2 separate regions of the Sus scrofa genome follow, and region 2 is linked to region 1. A link is a contact called in public Hi-C data. All regions are on one chromosome and are shown on one strand. Each heading gives the region's core, a stretch centred on a gene start, on an enhancer-like site or on the middle of the called end of the contact. The rest is flanking DNA. Distances are from core to core; before and after follow the strand shown.

The links. A called contact is a pair of places that touch in the nucleus more often than the background predicts.
Region 2: a contact with region 1 is called in a Hi-C map of embryonic fibroblasts, with 1.6 times the contacts expected there. The contact joins two enhancer-like sites.

The regions. Positions count from the first base shown.
Region 1 is chr16:3,589,461-3,592,847 of Sscrofa11.1, reverse strand. No RefSeq gene overlaps it. Among named protein-coding and RNA genes, the nearest start is that of TRIO, 100 kb to the left of the region's middle. Within about 2 kb of position 1,312, at least 9 of the 83 cell types and tissues checked have an H3K27ac peak or open chromatin away from gene starts, as enhancers often do. A contact at or near this core is called in embryonic fibroblasts, where this site is marked.
Region 2 is chr16:3,718,444-3,721,858 of Sscrofa11.1, reverse strand. It overlaps TRIO (triple functional domain protein), which reads right to left. Exons shown (of 56, transcript XM_021077142.1): 6 at 3,192-3,383. Among named protein-coding and RNA genes, the nearest start is that of TRIO, 29 kb to the right of the region's middle. Within about 2 kb of position 2,023, at least 12 of the 83 cell types and tissues checked have an H3K27ac peak or open chromatin away from gene starts, as enhancers often do. A contact at or near this core is called in embryonic fibroblasts, where this site is marked.

The DNA of each region.
Region 1 (3,387 bases), core at 63-2,562:
GCAGTGCTGAGCATTAATGAAATTCTGAAAGTTCTGCAAAGCCACACTCAAGGGAATTTGAAAATATCTGTGATGTCCACTGGTGACAAGTCTAGAACTACTGAATTACACTCATAATTGAAAGAAAGTATATATTGAAAGTATATTGAAAGTATATATTGAAAGTATATATTGAAAGAAGTATATAGTTGGAGAGCTATGAAAAATAAAGATGTAATTAATTTCTTTACCATCCAAGTTCATGGGTCTACACTCTAGACCAAAATCTCTTAACTCTAGACAAGATGTTACTTACTTGACTTCTGAGCTCTATCTTTGGAGGGAATGTCATAAGAAAGTCACTGAATAACAGGCTCTTAGCCAGGGAACCAGTCTCCACAACAGACTCTGGGGCAAGAGGTCAGGTGGCAGCCCCCTGTGTGCCCTGACCATGGCTGACCAGCCTCTCAGAGCTACCAGTCAATCCCTTCTTGCTGATGAAGTTGAGGTGAACTTGTACAGGGAGGCAGACAGACATAAAGAAGACTCCAGGAGAACTAGGAAGCTGAGATGAACTTAGAGCAGCTATTTCAGAGCTTCAGAGAGGCCAGCTCCCACTCCCTGCAGCTCCTCCTGTCTACCTCCCTCCCCCCCCCCCCCCCCCCCCCCCCCCCCCCCCCCCCCGGCTGGCTGAAGGGCCCACGCCCAGGATAAACGGATGAACTCGTTTTGTCGCTCCAGCAGCCAAAGGAGCATTCATTAAGTCAGGCCCTGAAAGTATATGCCAAACTGTGCATGCAACTCCTAGGGTGTAAACCACTAAAAACCACAGCCACTGACGACTAGACCAATATGAGCTAATTTTCCCATAAACCAGCAGCATTATAAAGTGGATCTTTCCCCAAAGTACATGAAGAATCTATACCTTAGTGATGCTGACATGTCAGCAGACTCCTTTTTTCCTTTCCCGCAGCAGCCTTACCTAAGCTTACTTGTAGCCCTTGGTGCTCAGTGCCGGGTTTTTTGGTACTGTACTGTATTTTCAGAGGACAAGCTAGATTTCTGCTGACCATTACAGGAGGGCAAGAATCACAGAGACACGCACTTCTCATATATATGTGGAAAACAAAACCAAAACAACACAAATCCTCTGTGCTTTGATGCCAGTATTTTTGCTTTTAATTAGCAATTTCTTGTTTGCTTCCTAATCTTATCATCAGGGAAGAATTTTCAAACTGAGAGACAGTTTGAATAGCAACAAACTAGTCCTTAACCCTAGTCACACTTCAGACACACTTGCAGTCTACTAAACCAGCATTCGGCAGCAACCTCTCTGTGGCTCGACCATTTCCATCTGCTCTCTGCAGGCTGATGAGAGAGAGAGAAGAACAGCTATTGGTTAACCCCGGCCTTTGTCCTCATTATCCCAAATAATGTAGATTGCCTAATTCTGACCTCAGGCTCTTCAGTTTATGGTCTACAATCAAATGCTACAAAGTTTAGCGGGCCAGCATTACCTTAAATGGTGCAATCTGAGAGTCTTTCAAATGCTGAAAAAATTGGACTGGCATTCCTGCAGTTTTAGCCAAAAGCATGATTACTTACAGTGACCAATGAGAGACTTAGCAACAGCCTTTTCATATAATGGCACTAATATTTCTGGCACGCTAGTATGAAATATTTTGGGTTTTTTTACAACGGTATGAATAATTTGCTGTGTGTACAGTTTTTGCTGAACATAATTCAGTTTTTCACTGTGGTTGTACAAGTTGAGGTACAAACCAGATGTCCGATTTACTTAAGAAAATTTTCTTGGATAAATGAGACTTGGCTGGATCTTCTGGATATTCTTTATATCTTTTACACTCTAGGACTGTAATGATTTCCAATTCTTCTCTCAAATATATTCATGATATGTGATTTTAAGATAAGTCTAGATGTTATTTCATAATTGCAATGTTTAAGTAGGGTCACGTTCTAATTAATTTCTCACTGTTATAAACTGCTAATATTCTATCTTCATTTCACCAAATGTGGAAATTATATATCAAGTTAAAAAAAGGTATTTAAAGTTTGATATTTTTAATACAAATAGTTGAAAAGTTTTTAAAATACATTTCTATGTATATAATATTCTCTCAAGAACTTTAAATCAACTCCAAGAAGTTTTACTTTTACTGATGGCCTAGGACACAGCAGCTATTCAATAAATGAATGATGCATGGATGAATAAGTGAGCATTAAAGATTGTCTTAAATAATCATAAAACTGAATGGCGAAGGGTTCACTGACTAGCAAGATTATCAAAAGTGTGTGTATCAAATTTTTAAATCAAAATTTAAAATCTAACCCTAGTAAATACAAATTACTATACTCTCTCCACTAAATGTATTTTTTATTAAAAAAGAAAAAGCTAAATATACACCTACATATCATAAAGCTGGATGACACAGAACTTTTATATGTCTAATATGAAACAATGTAAATGATTCTATAAGGCATCTCCTTAAGTCCCTACCATGTGTCCTACCTCACCTTCTCCTCCTTCTCCTCTCCCCACTCCCCAATTTCATCTGTTTTCCATTTAGTCACCGGGGAAGCCCTGCTTTCCTCAACTCCTTTCTCTTCCACCTATAAAAGCTGGCTACCATTTGTTTTTAATAATAACCCCTTTCTCAAATGCTTGTCTAATTACCGAATCACTCAACAGTGGGTGGCAACACAACTGCATGATCCAAGTACTGTCAACTCACTGATACCTTCAGGCTAACCGTAAAATACCATCAAGTACTTATCACTTTTAATTTCCCAAAAGTAAAATTTCAATCTGCCAATGGATGATCCTTTTTTTAAGAACTCACTATGAATCCAATATGAGAAATCATAATTACGTTTAGAAAACAATTTTATTGCCACCACTGCCCAGAACAAAGGCAAACAAGTTACACTACACTTCATCGTTATGCATTTTATGACAATAACTCAAGCACTCCGGTTGATAAAAACAAAGAATGTTACAGACTTGATAATCACTCCCAAGAGAAGCCAATGTATAAAGAATTTATGAAAAAGATCAAGTTATTTCCTGGGACTCATGGTAAAGTTAGAGTAGTAACCCAAATTTTCCATCTTTGAAACAAAATCTCTCTAGAAAGTCACTATAAATTAACATCCAGAATCAAAGGAGAGATATTCAGACATACCAATTAGTGATCATCAGAAATGACATCATCCGGAGTTCCCACTGTGGCTCAGAGGGTTATGAGCCTGACTAGTAACCATGAGGATGTGAGTTCGATCCCTGACCTCGCTCAGGGGGTTAAGGACCCAATGCTGCCGTGAGCTGTGGTGTAGGTCACAGACTCGGTTTGGATCTGGTGTTGCTGTGGCTGTGGTGTAGGCCAGCAG
Region 2 (3,415 bases), core at 774-3,273, 130 kb before region 1:
GATGAGGTTCAAGGAGGTGGTATGATGGAAACCTGTGCTATGATGTCCAAGGTCCAGTCTTTCCCTACTGAGTTTATGAAAACAGCTTAAGTTGTTTAAATTTTTAAAAAAGAGAGGACCCTCTGTTTGGGAAAAGCATCTTTGAAACTTGTTTGGAGACCAGCAATTTCAGAGGACTGCACTAACCACTGTCTCTAGACCGCTACAGATCCTGGACGTGAGCTGCAGCGGCCTCCAGCTAACCTAGCTCGTTTCAGACTGGCCCCCACAACCTTCAACTGGCTCTTTCCAATCCTGTTACTACCGGTCCTGAAGTCAGGGGTTTTTGTAAACTGACAGACTCCTTCGTCTGTCCTATGTCTGAAGTCAAGGGGAGATTCTGTCACTAACCAAGGACCTCTGTTCAGTCCTGAGCTTTTCTTCCCCTTGGAGGGCTTGTCCCTATACCTGTGTACAGAGGTATAGTTATTATACCACTCCTTAAGTTTTGTTAGTATTTTATGCTGTGTTTCACACTGCACCCTTAAAGCTCTGTCCACATGTCTTTATTTCAAGAATCTGAGCATAAGGCATGGCCAGCATTGTCAGTGAAGTTTTAAGTGTTAATAAAATAGTATTACACCAAAAAGGGGAGGAGGGGACGGAGTTGACCTATTTGGAGATTCCTCTGCTGGACAAGTCAACTACTTACTAGGTGTGATCTTCTTTGCTGCATCTGAAACTCAGTGGAGGGGGAGATACACACTTGAACCTGAGGGAAGAGAGTGCTTTCCGAAGCTGTCCCCTCTGCATGCTTCAGCTGCCTGGCACAGGCGGACTGCCTCAGTCAGAGTCCCTCTGAGATGTGAGCCTTCCCCAGAAGGCCACTCTGCCTCTAAGGCTATACTGGCGTCTCTGGCCCCTGATGTGTACGGGGACCACATGCGCCGTTAGAGCTCACTCAGGATCCCAGGAAATTCTGTTCACAGATTCATCCAACTGAGTTTCCTTCAAATCCATAAATTACCACCATTCATTTTATCCAAATAAAACCCACCAGGCTCTTCCAACTTTGCTGCTGTTTAAAATTTTTGATAATAAAACATTAGTGGAAAACACCCCATGGCACTCACATTTCTACATTATTTTCAGGCAGTTCAGAGCAGCAATTAATCTTCTGGGTTCATTTGTAATTCTGAATCCTGCCATTATGAGAGATTTTCCCTACGTGTTACTTTGTTTCAGACTGTCCATCACTCCCCTCAGCAGCTAGCGCTATTGCAAACTTTTTTTTTTTTTTATTCCTTTTTAGGGCTGCACCTGTGGAATAAGGAAGTTCCTAGGCTAGGGGATGAATTGGAGCTGCAGTTGCCAGGCAAGCCACACACACAGCAACACTGGACCCGAGCCGCAACTGCGACCTATGCTGCAGCCCTGCATGCAGCAAGGCCGGATCCTTAACCTACTGAGCAAGGCCAGGGATCAAGCCCACATCCTCATGGATACTAGTGAGGTTCTTAATCTGCTGAGCTGCAACGGAAACTCCTCTTTATTTTTTTCCCCTATTGCAAATGTATTCACATCATCTTAACTTACCTCTCTGGGGGCCCCCTGCCAAGTGACACACCTCCAAGCCCTGGGGGCTGCTGTACCCATACTATGCTACCACTCCAAACCGCACCTGAGCAGCCAGGGCCGCATGGCTCATCTCCCACCCATGGTAATATCCAGGGAGCAACATCACCTGGACAATGACAGGGACCAGAGGCAGCCACAGAGAAGTGTTGACAGTGCTCTGTGCTGAAGAGGGCTCCTGCTACTTTAAAACAAACTGGTTTTGTGGGGGGGCTCTTGTTTCTCCTTTATCATAAAACTAGTTAAATTCATTAGATTAGTAAGCAGAAAAATCTTACCACTAAAACTTAAATCCCCACTCACAGCTTTCACATGAGGCTATTAAGATTTTTTCCTCTTTCTATCCCACTCTGTTTCCTCTCTTGCTTCATACTTTAAAGGTTTCTGGAGCTGAGATCACTACTGATTAGCATCTCATGCAACATTCCAGCTGCCTTGCTAAGATCCTGCCCTCCCTCGCTGCCTCAGCGGAGACTGTTTCTAGATTAAAAGGATACTATTTCTGTTTTAGAAGCATCAGTGCAAATCCCTATGAATGTAAGTTTTTTTTCCCAAAAAAATTATCCCTGAGGAAGCTCTACCAGTGTTTTTCCTGTAACTTAAGGTAACCATGTGTCTCCTTCCCACATGCCTTCCTAGTGGCTAAACGTTCCTGAGCCTTCTTCCTCCACATCTTGACAAGGTGTTTTACTGCCTGGCCTCCACCACTAGCTTCTGAGACACAAGCAGTTCACTTTCCTTTGCTGCGTTCATTCGGGCAGGTTAACCTGTCTGGAGTGTGGGGAGTGTTACCTCTGAGATAAGGTATCATGACCAGACCATCAGCAGATGAAGCCAATGTGAGGTCCAAATGCGTACAGTAATCTAACAACTGTGAGAGACCTTGCAGACCACTGACCCAAAAACCATTTTTCCAGCCCAGCCCTTGCTGGCAGAGCCTGCTCACTGCTGGGGAGGCGGAAATCCTAGCCCTGCCCTTTCCCACTTTCCCTCCTGTGCACCCCACTCCTGGCAAAGGGGACCGGGGGGAAGCCTGCTGGGCTGGAGGGACCTTCTGCAAATCATGTTGCCCTGAGAAAGTGACAGGAGAAGAGGCTGAGGGCCTTGGCGCTAGGGCTGCAGCATCCACCTGTGACCCAACCACAGGGAAAGGCCAAGCCAGGCCAGGAGCCCCCCAGCCCCGACAGCTCCATGCGGCTGGAACCCCCTATACTTCGCAACTTTCTGTTCTGTGAGAAGAGCCAACCCCCAGAGTCTGGCACTCCGTTACTCACACCAAAGTATCCTGACTGGAATTCTCAGGTGATGACCATGAGGGAGAAGAGGAGTGGGAGTAGAGGGCATTTATGGCACCTACTGTACAGAAGGCACCGTGCCAGGCACCCAATATGATTACCTCCTTCACACCATCAAACAGCCCCTTGGGTAGATCCCTTCATGTCCACTTCGCGAATGAGGAAAGTAAGGAACAGAGAGGTGGGGTAAGTTCTGAGGTTGCACAGCGGGTGGGGACCTGCCCCAGGCTGGGAGGGGCTGGAGGAGGAGGGGTCGGGGTTGGGACCGGAGCAGGCACTGACCTTCTCAGCCTTCTGGTGGAAGACAGAGGACATGTCCAGCAAGGTGCTGCGCTCGTCCAGGGCCGCGGCGAACGCCTTCCACTCCTGCTCCAGCTGGTTGGCGATCTGCTTGATCTGCTGGGAGGCGTAGTGGCCCGACTCCACCAGGCGGTTGGCCACCGACATGATGCGGTTGATGTTCACGTACACGTTCTGCGAAAGGAAGGAGAGAGGGCTGGTCGGGC